Regions from separate parts of the Mus musculus genome. Here region 1 is linked to region 2. Evidence: chromatin contacts called from public Hi-C data. All regions are on one chromosome and are shown on one strand. The core of a region is the stretch at or near the end of the contact, and the rest is flanking DNA. Distances in the headings are between cores, read along the strand shown.

Region 1 (7,200 bases), core at 3,285-5,784, 6.8 Mb before region 2:
GGATCCTTAGAATAAGGAATTAAAGCCAGTTGTTAGCTGCCATGTGGGTCCTCGGAGTAGAACCCCGGTCCTCTGCAAAAGTAACATATGCTCTTAACCACTGAGCAATCTGCAAAGTCCTTAGTTGTAATTGTAACTAGTTCATTGTCCTGGGAGGATGTATGGTTATTGACAATATGATCAGAAGGTAGAACACAAACAGATGGTTGTACTCCTAGCCTCAATGAAGATGACGTTCCCTTGGGGCTTAGATAAACAACTATGTAGTATTTAGATCTTATTATGTACTTAATAATCTAGATGCCTTCTGGGACCTCCTCCCCACCCCCCCACCCCCCAAATAAACAGTAAATTTGACTTCACAGAAGAACTATGTTTGCGCTGTAGTTGGAATTACATCTGAGGTATGGCCTGGTAGGTTACAATGTCCAGGGTTCCCTTGGTTTAACAATTTAAAGTGTGTAGACTTTTTCTTCTGCAAGCAATGGTAACAGTTTTTTTTTTCTTTTAAAGATTTATTTATTTATTATATGTAAGTACATTGTAGCTGTCTTCAGCCACTCCAGAAGAGGGAGTCAGATCTCATTAAGGATGGTTGTAAGCCACCATGTGGTTGCTGGGATTTGAACTCTGGACCTTCGGAAGAGCAGTCGGGTGCTCTTACCCACTGAGCCATCTCACCAGCCCTGGTAACAGTTTTAAATGTTAGTGAAGAAAAGAGCATTTTCAAAACTCTATTTGACTTTTTGTGTGTGGTATCCTGGGAACTGAAGCAAAGGCCTCACCCTGCAGGTAAATGCTCTACCACTGAGCTTTCTCTCCAGCCCTTCTGCTTTTGATTTTGAGATCAGGTCTCACAAAGTTGCCCAAGTGGGTCTTAAATTCACAATCGTCCTAGCTCAGCCTTCAGAATTTTCTGTAAATGTTTACATATCCCGAACAAAACTTTCATAAAACCGACATGCACTCATCTTCTAATACGATCTGTTCTATACCATTTAAAAGGGAAATGGGAGGAGGGGTAAAGACATGCTTCCAATCCTGAGTTTGATCCCTGACAGCCTTCAAGTTGTCCTCTGACCTCTGTAAGTATGGAGAAACACTCCACACAAACACACAACTTTTTAAAAAAGATGGTTATGGCCCCCACAATTTATGAACTTATTTTATAAACAGTAAGTAGTCTTAGCTTTAAAGTACTGGTATAAAACATACTGTTTTAATAACCAGTTAAGAAGTTACTCCAAGTATCTACACATAAGAAAAAATTTTAATATCTATTGAAGAGGATTAGAATTTAAAATGTAGAAGGGATGGCATGCACACACATTTATCAGCCCTAAGAATTTATCACCTAAAGGACCTCCCTGGAAATCAGTATTTTCACATGTGTGTGCACTCATGTGTGTTCTATCTCTGAGCAGGCTACTAGGTAACTTAGGCTGGCCCTGGACTAGCTGTGTGACCAGAGACGAGTATGACGTGATCCCCTGCTTCTCGTTCACAAGTGCTGGGGTACAAGTGCTCACCACCATGCTGAGTTTTCTGTGCTGCTGGAGACTGACCTAGGGGCTTTCTGGATACTAATAAGCACGCCACTTCAACAACTGAGCTACCACACTCCTGTCCCAGAAACTGTTACTTTCTACAAAGTTCTCCAGCAGTTTCTTGTTGTGGTTTTTTTTCCCCCCTGTGTTTCTTGCCAGAATTGTCTAAAGCTTAACAGGGACTGTTTTGCACAAACCTGAAAAATGGCCGGTGGAGCAGCAACTTGAAGACAAAGGGAGAGGAGATCTGAAAGAGAATTACAGTTAGCTCTGAGGAAGGACACACCAGAGAAATGCTCAGTGTGACGCTTCTGACAGCTTGAGAAATACCTGATAAGGCAAGTTTGCCACACAAGCATCAAAGAATGGCAAATCTGATTTCAGTACATCTCCCACCAGGACCTGGAGTTTGCTGGCCAGAGGCCTGAAAACAAGGAGAGAAATTGTAAGAGCTTGTTTGAGAAGACTGAAATGCCCTTTAGTTATTACATATACTCACGTGCCCTGAACTCTTTTGTGAAGTTCAGCTACTAGCCTTGGATCAAGTTCACAGGCAACTACCTAGATTAACAATAACAAAAAAGCTTGATTGTGGAGTATAAATGTTTTTTACCCTCCCAGTAATAACTCATAGGAGCTACAATGACTTAAGCTTTTTTCAGTCTTAACACAAACACCAGCTCTACTCTTTTCTACACTTAAAACAACATCCTGTCTGATCTGTCTCCATGCTGTGTTACTGAACAGATGATGACAACACTTTATGTAGTTAGTGGTTTTTAGACAGCATAGAAGGGACCTACAAGTACTCTCATCAACTGACATCCAGAGTAGAAACCATAGCACTCCAGGTGAATGGAAGTGGATAAAGCTGAACTATTTTCCTGCCACATCCACAGGGGCTTCACCAAGTGTCGTGACCACTTCTACATCGTAGCCATTTGAGTTTCTGATTCTGGTTGACTCCCTGACCCATTCTTCATCATCATCCTACCCTCTGAGTCTCCTGCTGAACTTGGTCCTAATGACTTTAACTTCACGGCTCTGTTCTTCCAGGCTTCATAATGGTTAGCTGCTGCCCTGTGGGTTATCTCAGACTTTCTATTTTATTATTACTCCTTTAAACACATGGCCCATTCCTATATTAGATCACCCACCAATACATCAAGTGTAGATTTTGTTTTCTTTGATAGAAAGATCTCATTTTTAGAGATAAAATTTCTAAGGGCCCACTAACTACTATTGGAACAATGCCAATTTATTAAAACATTCACATTTGTAAACCAGCTGAGCTAATTTGAGAGTAACACACGAAACCCCACTTTTACCTTTTTGGCCTTTTCTAACAGCTTGACAGTCATATTGCCAGTCCCAGGCCCAACTTCCAGCACCACATCGGTAGGTCTTAAAGCAGCCTATAAATAAACACAACTCCTTTATGCTCTGGCCCACTTGAACACAAAGTCTGTAAGTGACTGTTTCTGTTTATCAATGTACAGTTAAAGACATTTTACTCTGGCTTCATTTTTTTCAGGGTTTATGTGGTTAACAGCAGTAGTACCTCAAAGGCATTAGGTATAAGTGAAAACCTGTATTTCCTAACTTAGGGGATATACTCAGCTTCTGGAGCCAGAACAAAAGCAAGAGCAATCGGTTCTACTGGTGGGTTCCTGCTTTCTACATTGGCAATAATTCCAGCAAACTGTAACTAATTGTAACTTCCAAAGAGTTCAAATGGGAAAGAGTGCATTCAAATGGAAAAGATTTCTCAATTCTTAACCACTGTACAGTTTTAAGAATATAGTAACCATACAAAACGTTACCAGTGTGCATATGCTTATGAGTAGAATATTCGGTGAGACTGGAGAACTATACTCTATGGCTCCAGGATGCTCCCTGTACCGTCTGTATTTTACCTCCAGGCCCTCAATCCTCCATAAGCACAGCACAGTAACCCATACAGAAGGAATCCTCCAAACAGTTCATATGCAGTACCATATCTTTTCCTGAGGAACAAACTCAGTGTGATTTGGACGTAAATTTACGGTCTGGAATAAAAAGAGTAACGATGATGTACTTAGAAAGTGATCAAAATGATACACGCTTGCAAAGTGGAGTTCAAGGCTGGCTTTGACACACACCATGTTTGAGGCCACCCTGAATTACATGAGACCCAGTTCCAAAAACAAGATGGAGCCTCCAAAAAGTGGAAATAATCTGGAAATCACTGGGCAATTCTCAACCCATCCAACATATACATACAGAGCAACTATTCTGTCAGGCACCCTATCTTGGTTTATATTTTCTTAGTATGTAGGCTGCGGTCGAGCATATCACCCTGCCTCAGCTTCCCCAAATGCTGGGATAATTATGGGCATGCAACTTAGGCATACAGGCATTAAGTAGTCAGAAAAATACAATCCACAAACGCTCTGCCTTTCATCGTTAACACCCACCTTATCGATGATGCTGTTAACAATTAGAGGATTTTTCAAAATGTGTTGTCCGATCCCTGTGTTGAACATGAGTCCTGAAATAAAACACGAAGCAGCCTTAATTTCCCAACTTTTCAAGAACCGATCTCAGGCCGTCCCAGAGAAGCAGGATGGACCCGGGACGGTTTCTGCTCCAATGCATCCACAAGCGCCGCGCTCCCGGCCGGGGTTGGGATGTATCTTTGAGTCCATCCATCCCTCCTGCTGGCAAGGAAGACCAGGCGCGCGCGGGGAAGGGTCAGCGCTGAGCGCCCACCCTCCTCGGGGCGGCTAGAGGCGCAGGCCACCGTAGGGCTCCCCCGCCGCGGGTCAGTCCCAAGCATCCTCCACACCGCACCTCCAGCTCGCTTCAGCTCCCGGCGCTGCTCCTGACGATCCCGCCGGCGGCTACTCGCTGCGGACTTGGCCTTCGGCATCTTCTCGGAGGAGTCCCTGTGCCAAGCGAAAGCAGCCGGGAACCGCGTGGAAGTCGCCCTCAGTCGCCGTCACGACTAGGCGCCCGAGAGGCCCACTTCCCCGCCCACTGCGATCACCGACCCACCCAGTCAGCGGCAGGCCGGAGCCCAGTGGCTGCTGGGAATTGTAGTCTCTTATGGGCTCCTCCCGCGGCAAGGCGGACTCGAGCCCAGTGGCTGCTGAGATTGTAGTTTCTGTCTGGTGAGCTCCTCCGGAGGCAAGGCTGGCTCCAGCGGGTTAGCCACCGGATTTTAGAGTTTTAGCTGGAGCAACAACTTCCCCAAGAGCCCGATTTCCCAGAGGAAACCGCGCCGCTCAGGCAGGCAGTTAGGATTGGTTGGGTCTCGGCAAATTGGGTGCTTCATTTGGCACTGCCCTGGGACATTCTGATATCTGCGGAAAGATCTCTCGTGTCTCTCCTGTTTCCCTGCAGGTTGTGGGCTGAGAAGCCTAGGCTCGATGGACACGGAGCTTGGTGGTTTAGGGTAACATGTCTCTCCGTTGTGGAAAGCAGTTAGATTAGAATTAGCTCTCGTTCCAACACGGCACTTACTGGTTACTTCTCTATGCTTTTTGTTCATTTTCTCGTCGTTTTGCTGAGTTCCAGCACTGGAATGTCATAGTTAAAATATGCTGCTCTCAATGTTTATTTATTGAAAGATAAAGGCTATAACAATTTCAAAACCCTGTAAATGGGATTGATTACAGGTATGTGTTGGATATTGTAATGGGATTATACGCCGGGCTGTAACATACAGAATAAAAGATTCATGGCTGTTTTTCTTGCCAGTGTAATGTTTCGGTTTTAATTTTTCTGTTTGTGCGCTGAAGAAAGTCTTTGCAATCAACCACCAAAGGCTACTGCTAAGAACCTGTTCCGTAGCCTAGGTTTTTGTTTGTTTGTTTTGGTTTTTGGTTTGTTTTGTTTTTCAAGACCGGGTTTCTCTGTATAGCCCTGGCTGTCCTTGGAACTCACTTTGTAGACCAGGCTGGCCTCGAACTCAGAAATCTGCCTGCCTCTGCCTCCCAAGTGCTGGGATTAAAGGCGTGCGCCACCACCGCCCGGCTTTTTTTTTTTTTTTTTTTTTTCTCGTAGCCTAGGTTTTAGTCCTTCCTTTCTTTGCTGTAATTCGAGCACAGGGAAAGTTCTAAAATATCCTAATATAATCTTTTATTTATAGTCGACTATTATGGGGTTCCCACCAAGGAGCACTTGAACACTGCCTATGAGCCAATGGAAAGCCTTTCTTCCAGCCGCAGGTGACTACAGCTGGGTATTCCGGACCCAAGTTCATTCATCTCTGAGCCTGGAAAGCCCTCAAGGTTCCCATCCCGCAGTTGCAAGCTAACTACAGTTACAAAAGCCAAAATACGCGATTAGCAAAAAAAAAAAAAAAAAAAAAAAAAAAAAAAAAAATTATGGCGTTGTTTTTCTTTCTGGAACTTAAGCTTCCCCTCGCAGTTACTGGCACTCAGCAATTCAAAGTTCCTTCGTGGAATCTGAACATGACATCACCACTGCTTTTACAAATAGCTTATTTTTAAAAGGGGGAGGTGTGCAGTCTCACACACCTAGCAATACCCCAGACTCCTGGTCTACCTCCCAGGGACATGGCGCCAGCCTTCTCTTCCCTATGGCAGCAGCACTGCGCATGCTAGACTTCACACTCGGCCCCAAAGCTGATGTTGAGACCATGCTGAAAGGCCTTCAGTTCATTTTTCAGATGCAAGGTCACTGCACACCTATCAGGACCACAACAATTACAACCTAGGCTAGGTACACGAAAATGGCAGCTTTGGTAATTTGAGAATTTTTCTGCATGGACATTCCTGGACTGTCAGCATTACGACAGTGATGAACAGGACAAACAAGAATCTGACTACTTTTTGAACAAAACAGAAGAAAAAACTAAAAGAAATGAATCAGGACAGTGTAGGGGTTAGTTCTAATGCTCAGGTTCTCCAACTGGCTCTTGATCCATCAATAAAGATACCAGCGCCCGATGACTGAGAATGGGGAGGGACACTTAGAGTTGAGTGGGAGGACGAAGGCAGAATGGAGAGAGCTGGGGAAGAAGAAGGAGGAGCTGTAGGAGATAATGCCAACCAGCCATGTGAGTTTTCCTTTTTGAGTGGCTAATGGACACTCTGTCCGATTATACCTGGAGTGGCAGAAGAGGTTTAGCAGTGCTCAGTCATTGAGTTAGCAAAGGCGTTTTAAGGTTAACTGGTGCGTGTGGGGGTGGGGTTGTTTGTTTGTTTGTTTTGGTTTTGGTTTTTCGAGACAGGGTTTCTCCGTATAGTCCTGGCTGTCCTGGAACTCACTTTGTAGACCAGGCTGGCCTTGAACTCACAAATCTGCCTGCTCTGCCTCCTGAGTGCTGGGATCAAAGGCGTGCACCACCACCGCCCAGCACGTGTGTGTGTGTGTGTGTGTGTGTGTGTGTGTGTGTTTAAATTTGTAGATTCAAGGGAAGCTGGGTGGGGGCTGGTATCGCAGCCAGTTCCAGAGCTTAGGCAGGGTAGCAAAAGCTACACACGACAGGACAGTACTTGGCAGGTGAAGCCTATACAACCCATAGTTCAAGGTGAGCCCTAGACAGGTTTTGAAGTGGTGTACAATGAAGATTTGGTATATCAAAACATTAAAATCTGCACTCGAAGCATTATTTGCTATAGCTTAGGCCTTAGTTGGCCACCTT
Region 2 (6,970 bases), core at 1,176-3,675:
CTTGGCCTCATGGGGCTTGTAAAGAGGGTGAGATGCATATGCCCAGCCTCCCAGGTTTCTTATTCTATGTCATGATAGAACTTATAACTTGGAACTACATTTCTGTTGTGTATGCGTGGTCCTGGGGATTGAACTGGCAGCTCCAGTGTGCAAAGCATGTAATGTAACCCTGAACTCTGCCTCCAAGCTCTCTGTTCCCCTTTGGAACATGATAATCTGCAACCGCATTTAAGAGTTTTAAGATTTTGCTTGGGCCAAGAAAACACACAGATACACAGTCTCAGTCTCTTTCTTTCTCTTTCTCTCTCTCTTCATCTCTCTCTCCTCTCTCTCTCTCTCTCTCTCTCTCTCTCTCTCTCTCTCACACACACACACACACAGGCAAAATGAATTTAAAAAAAAAAGTTAAAGCATGCCAGGCGCTGGTGGCACACACACCTTTAAGATCCCAGCACTTGGGAGGCAGAGGCAGAGGCAGAGGCAGGTGGATTTCTGAGTTCAAGGCCAGTCTGGTCTACAGAGTGAGTTCCAGGGCTATACAGAGAAACCCTGTCTCGAAAAAAAAAAACCAAAAAAAAAAAAAAAAAAGTCAAAGCGATTATCTTTCTTTGAGACAGTATCTTGTCACGTAGTGCAGGCTGGCCTCAAACTCCTGATTCTCTTGCATCTGCCCCGAGTCCTAGGATGACAACTTATTAGCATTGCCCAGGGCATTAAAGTGTGTCTGTGGCAGTTACTTGCCATAGGAAATGATCTGAAGTGCTACAGATGTTAGGCAAGTGTTCTCTATTGCTGAGCTACGTCCCTACTTTTTAAAGACAAGGTCTTGTCTGTAGGTCTCTTTAGCCTGTGCTGGCCTGAGTAGCATAACATCTTCTAAGAATCTGGTGTCCAAACACTTTCTCCATCCCCAATGGACTCCTGAAGCCCATAATTGATTTTTGACACTCATCTCTTTCATTAAGAGGCTTGGGCCAAGCTGTCAGTTTTGGAAACATTGTATCCCATTCATGCAACAGTGTTTACATATAGAGGATGTTTGTTACTTTCTACAATAAAGTTCTCACAGTTTGTAGTTGCTGTAAGAGTGTTTCTGCAGACATGATAGTTTCAGGGCGTGGCATTCTTCAGCCATAGGATAGGACAATAACTACAATGCATGGTTTCAGTGTTCTTACACAGACACACAGTGTTAACCCTGAACTGTAGGCAAGGCTCAGTTCCAGGAAGGGTTTAAACACGTTCTTCACTCATTCTGAAAATACCGCAGTCAAACGGCCACTGACTTAAACATTCTATTAGCACTACTCACCTCTGCTTTCTCTGAGAGGCAGTCAAGCTGTCCTCTTTTCTTTTCCCTTTGCTAATTTCCTGGGTCTTTTTCATGTTTTTCTGTCGGGCAATTTCTCTTTGATTTCCACCTACAATGATAAACAGGCATGCTTTTTTCCCACCCTCAACAATATGAATACTTAATAGTAAAGAGTCCTTCGTTATAGGAGCCTTAAAGTTTTATTTTTATCAGCAAGAAAGCAGAGTATCTTTAGTTATTCCCAGATTGACCAGGGGGTAGCTTAGGAAGAAACACTCGAGAAGTTAAGTATATTACCACAACAGCATAGGTGTCAAGTAACGCCGCCTTTGCGCCCAGCACTCGGGAGGCAGAAGCAGGCAAGATCTCTGAATTTGAGATTTGAGGTCAGTCTGGTTTACAGACTGAGTTCCAGGACAGCCAGGGGTATACAACAAAACCCTTCTCGAAAACCAAAACAAAAATTAAATTATATATATCTCCATCTCCATCCCAGTGGTTGTGTACACAGGCCTCACTCAAAAATAAGTTCTGGCTTTGATAGGTGTGTGAAGATCCAGTTTGGCTGTTAAAGCCAGCAGAGGCTGAGCTCAAGGAAAGGTACCTTCGAGGACAAAAGAGCTGGAGGGCACCCTGGGCTTCCAGACCTCAGGCGCCCGCTACGTCTCAGCGGACTGGTCCCGCTGGGCAGCCGCCCACGCTCCCGGTGGGCGCGGTCCTCACGCACACCCGCACCTAGGAGGCGGGCACCTGTCCCACCTGGAGCCCGCGTCCCGCCCGCCACAAGCACGAGGTGGCGTTTGCGTCTCTTCCTCCTCCCAGCCAGCTCCCGCTCCTCCCCCGGCCGCTCGGCGCCGTCCCTCCCCGAGCCTCCGCGTCTTTCCAACCGCCCGCAGACTCACGGGCCATGCTGTCCACCGGCCGGAGACTGGAAGACAGCGACCTGGAGAAGCAAACGGCGGCTTTGCACGCTCAGCCGTTGCCGCCGGGCGCTGAAGAAGGCTGAGCCCCACAAGGGCCCTCGATGTGGCGACGCCTCGCTCGGCCAGCCAGCCGCCCCGCCCACCGACCCACAACAGCCGCGGCGTGGCCGGTGAGCCACTGCGCGTGCGCGGTCCCCACGCCCCACCGCCCCGCGCGTCCCTTGTCAGCGAGGCGTCCGCGCGCGCACTCGCCTCCTTACTTAGCAGCCTTACCCTGAAGGTGGGCTTTACGTTCCTCATCTGGCAGAAAAGACCTAACAAGGACAGAAGGGTGGATTTCGCGCGGGCTCCAAGCCTGCTCATTGCACCTTTCTTCCGGTGCCCTCCGGATGGACAGAACTTTAGCTCTAAGCTCAGGCTCTGTGGTTGAACGGGAGCCAAAGTCGCCCAGAATAACTTTATAATCTACATAAGAGCTGAAACAAGTCAGAATGCTTGCATAGGGCTGAGGGGTGTGGCTCATGGGGGTAGGGGATGCTTGCCTATCTTGAGGGACACCCTGAGTCCCACCCCCTCCCTGGGTTGCATTTCTTGAGCTGAGACTTACTTTCTTGCCTGTCCACTATTACAAACTGAGATAGTCTGGACACCGAATTTGCCTGGGTATTTTTAAGAGTTTTATTGTGGAATATTTTTAAAACATACAAAAGTATAGATGATGCTACGGTGTACTCCAACTGTCCGTGTTAACGTGACCTAGTTTAGAGAAAAAGCATCAAGAGACGGAATGTCTGGACTGAAAGTGCAGTCCTAATGGAAACGGATGTATAAAAGTTGGGGTCATAGACAGATGCACTTAGCACTTAAAACGGGCAGAACGCATAGAAACAAACACTTATCTATGACTAATTGGCTATTCTGGGTCTTTTGTTGTTCCATATCAAATAGAGAATTTTCTTCCTACTTATGTGAAGAATGTGATGAGGATGTTGATTGTGATTTCATTGAATCTGTAAGTTGTTTTGGTAGAAAGGTCTTTTTTTCAAAATATTAATTCTACCAAGGTATACACTTGGGAGGTCTTCAAATTCGAGTATGTTTCTTAAACTCTTTCTTCACACATTTAAAGTTTTCATTGTAGAGGGTTTTTTTTAAAACTCTTTTGTTATGTATATTCTAAATATTTTATTTTATTTGAGAGACTGGGAAGAGGAGCGTGCCATGATCTCTTTCTCAGCATGCTTGTTACTCATATGTATTAAGACTGGTAAACTTTGTAAGTCAATTATGTATCATAACACTTTGCTGAAATTACTGAAAATTTCTATATTTTTTCTAGTCAAATTTTGGGAACATTGGGTATAAGATAATATAATCTTCAATTGAAAATAAAAAAATATATGTATAAAATCTATTTTATATGTATAGGTGTTTTGACTGAATGTATATCTGAAATTATGTTTTCTGAGTTCTCAAGTTACAAGGATGTACACCATGCACACAGAGTACATTGAGAGTTTCTGCCAGAGGACCAGGAGTGTGCCTTTCATTTCAGAGGAAGAGGCAGATAGGTCTTGGTGAATTCCTAGTCTACACACCAAGCAGAGTTCCAGGACAGCCAAGGCTGCTTAATGAGATCTTGACTCTGTCTTCAGAGATCCTGAAGGACATGGCAAACGCTGGAGAAAACTAGACTATTGTTTGCTTGGGTTTTTTTTTTTTTTAGTGTGTGTGTGTGTGTGTGTGTGTGTGTTGGCTCCCCTGGAGCTGGACTGAGAGGCATTTGTGAACTAGCTGCCATGGTCACTGGGATGCAAATTCTGGTCCTCATGATGGAATGCAAGTGCTTAACTGCTGAACCATGTCACCAGCCTCCAAATTGTAGAATTTTAAAATTACTGGTGACACTAACAACTTACTTCACAAACTTGTGTAACACCTGTCTTGTGATGTATTTAAGTAAAAGTAAAAGTTACTTTGTTGCAAGAGCTGGAGAGATGACTCAGCAGTAAGGAGCAATTGTTATTCAGCACCTACAGAGTGGCTCACAACCATCTATAACATCAGTACAGGGGAATCTGATGCTGTCTTCTCATCGTCCTAAGGCCCCCACTGCCAGGCACGTGCATGGTGCACATGCATGCATGTAAACTTACTCATACATATAAAAATAAATACATCTATAAAACACAATAAAATGTTCATAAAATAAATTTTTTGCTTTATGCCTTTACGAGTAGGGAATTAAATCTTAATCATTTTGATTTCCTTATCTACAAAGTTGTGACATCTTGGATTTTTAGGTAGAACACAGGATTATGAAAAGGCCTTGCATAAGAGCTTGCTGTAGAAAGCTGTATGTCCCAGCAGTGACTACAAGATTCTTTGAGGTATCTTTAGCATGGTATTATTTCTCAAATACTTATTTATTAATGAAGTCTTGATCTGTAACTTTAGCTGGCTTGGAACTAGCTATTTAGAACAGGCTGTTTTCAAACTCATGTAGTTCCCCTGTCTCAGCCTTGGCCTCTGGAGTGATGAAATTACAAGCATGTGCTATTATTACTCCTGGCATTTTGAGATGTCGTGAGCATCTACATCTATTTGATGCTCAGTACTAAACTGCACTCCCACCTTCTTCAGGTTTCCTGTGTTTGTTCTCTCTCTCTCTCTCTCTCTCTCTCTCTCTCTCTCTCTCTCTCTCTCTTCTGAAAAGGTTTCATGTAGCAGAGGCTGGTTTGCAATCTGATACCTATTTTCCTTGTCAAGTTGCCCTACTGCCAGTACCGCAGGACTCTTCCATCACCCTTGAAATCTCATCATATTTAATATATTCTTGTTGATCTTGTTCATTTATTTTGTATTTTCTCCTCTGTAACATACAATGTCTTATTTATTGCTCCGTTGATATCTCTGGAAGCAATAAATTTTGCAACATTCGTGTGCAAAATGTGGAGTATAATCATTTTTGACAGTTTTTATTTTAAAGTGTACAAAAGCCCATATAGTGGATGTCCTGTGAAGTGTTTCATGGCTTCTCTTTGCGATTTCCTCACACAGAATTTCAACCTTTTTTTTTACTCAATTAAAAATTTCTTGGCGGAGGTTGGGGGTTGGACAGATGGCTCAGTAGATCCATTTCCTGCTCTTCCAGTAGGTCCTAGTTTTGGTTCCCAGCACCAGCATCAGGAGTCTGATAACTACCTGTAACTTTTCAGTCTCCCGCAAACTCGCTCTCTCCATACTCATAGTTAAAACTTTTTTTTTTCCTAGCAGGGTATGGTAGCCTATACATACCTGTAATCTCAACATTGAGCCCGTGCAGGCAGGAGGATCAAGAGTTGAAGGGCAGCCTTAGCTATAAGAGGCCCTGTCTCAAAAACCCTAAAACAAACAGGTTCTATGCTCTGGGGATGCACTGGTGCTAAGGCACTACTCTCATACTATTTTATCTTATTGTAATTTTGAGGTAAGTCTTGTCAGATAGTCCAGGGCTCGGAACTTGTGACCTCTTTATTTCGGTTTCTCCAGTGCTGGGATTGCAGGCACGCACCACCATGCTCTGCATTCTTGCACACTTTGACTCTTCTCGAAAACTCCTTAATAGTTCATAAAAGATTCAGTTAAGTAGGTTGGGGATGGACGTTCCATGGCAGTGTGCATGCCGAGAATGCAGGGTTTGTGAGGGATCCTGGGTTCAAACCCTAGCACCACTGGCGAGAAATTAAAAGTTTGAGCCGGGCAGGCAGGGGTGGCGCACGCTTTTAATCCCAGCACTTGGGAGGCAGAGGTAGGCAGATTTCTGAGTTCGAGGCCAGCCTGGTCGACAGAGTGAGTTCCAGGACAGCCAGGGCTACACAGAGAAACCCTGTCTCGAAACGGCCCCCCCCCCAAAAAAAAAAAAAAAAAAGTTTGACCTGGAGGATTCAGCTGCTTCCGCTCTCTCTTTTCAACAACTCCCAAGGTCTTACAAAGGAAAGAATATCTGTCTTCGAATCAAAAAAAAAAAAAAAAAAAAAAATCTCTGGTTTACAGGTAACCGAAGCTACAGAGCGTTGCAGTTGCTATGGCTCCCGGCGCCCGGAGTCTGACGTCATCGTCGGCGCCGAATGATTACGCATTGCTTCCGGCGCCTTTCGCGAGCCGGGACGCGGGGAGGAGAAACTTAGCTTTTAGTGTGGCAGGGTCATGAAGAGGAGGCGGTGGCGGGAGAGCGGAGGAGGCGGAGGGGGCGCAAAACTGCGGTAGCCAGCGCTGGACTGGTGGTTGTGGACGTGTGGGAGGGTGAGAGTGTCAGCCTGCGGGCAGCGGCCGGGGCTCTGGGCTGAGCGCGGCCGCGGAGCCGCCGCTCTCGGCCCCCTGGCTCCGCCATGTTCCGCAGGGCACGCCTTAGCGTGAAGCCAAATGTCAGGCCTGGTGTAGGGACCAGGGGCTCCGCCGCTCCCAATCCCCAGCGTGGACCAGAGGCTCCCAGGCCTCCGGAGCCTGCCACCGAGTCAGCTCCGAAGCCAGCGGAGCCCACAGATGTGCCTGCAGTGGATTCCGGGGGAGCAGAACCCCAGGAACAGGCTCCCGGGAGCAGGTAAGGTCTTCTATCAAGCTGAGCTGTTGGATTTTTACCACGGAGCACCTCTCCTGCAACAAGCTTTTGATTTGAGCTGGATGAAACCACTTCTAGTTGTAGTTTTATTCCGTGATCTGAGGGTGCGACTACTATGACTCTGTCACGATCTTA

What was found. A called contact is a pair of places that touch in the nucleus more often than the background predicts.
Region 1: a Hi-C map of muscle stem cells shows a contact between it and region 2, with 3 times the contacts expected there. The contact joins the promoter of Dimt1 here to the promoter of Serf1 in region 2. A contact is called at or near these places in 2 of 39 promoter capture datasets (cranial neural crest and hippocampal neurons) and 1 of 484 Hi-C or Micro-C datasets (muscle stem cells).

The regions. Positions count from the first base shown.
Region 1 is chr13:106,944,463-106,951,662 of GRCm38.p6, reverse strand. It overlaps Dimt1 (DIM1 dimethyladenosine transferase 1-like (S. cerevisiae)), which reads right to left and starts at 4,534. Exons shown (of 12, transcript NM_025447.4): 1 at 4,380-4,534; 2 at 4,004-4,077; 3 at 2,876-2,962; 4 at 2,047-2,108; 5 at 1,878-1,971; 6 at 1,745-1,794. The coding sequence starts at 4,458.
Region 2 is chr13:100,103,474-100,110,443 of GRCm38.p6, reverse strand. Serf1 (small EDRK-rich factor 1) reads right to left here and starts at 2,425. Exons shown (of 3, transcript NM_011353.2): 1 at 2,215-2,425; 2 at 1,313-1,421. The coding sequence starts at 2,221. It overlaps Bdp1 (B double prime 1, subunit of RNA polymerase III transcription initiation factor IIIB), which reads left to right and starts at 6,374. Exons shown (of 39, transcript NM_001081061.1): 1 at 6,374-6,817. The coding sequence starts at 6,606.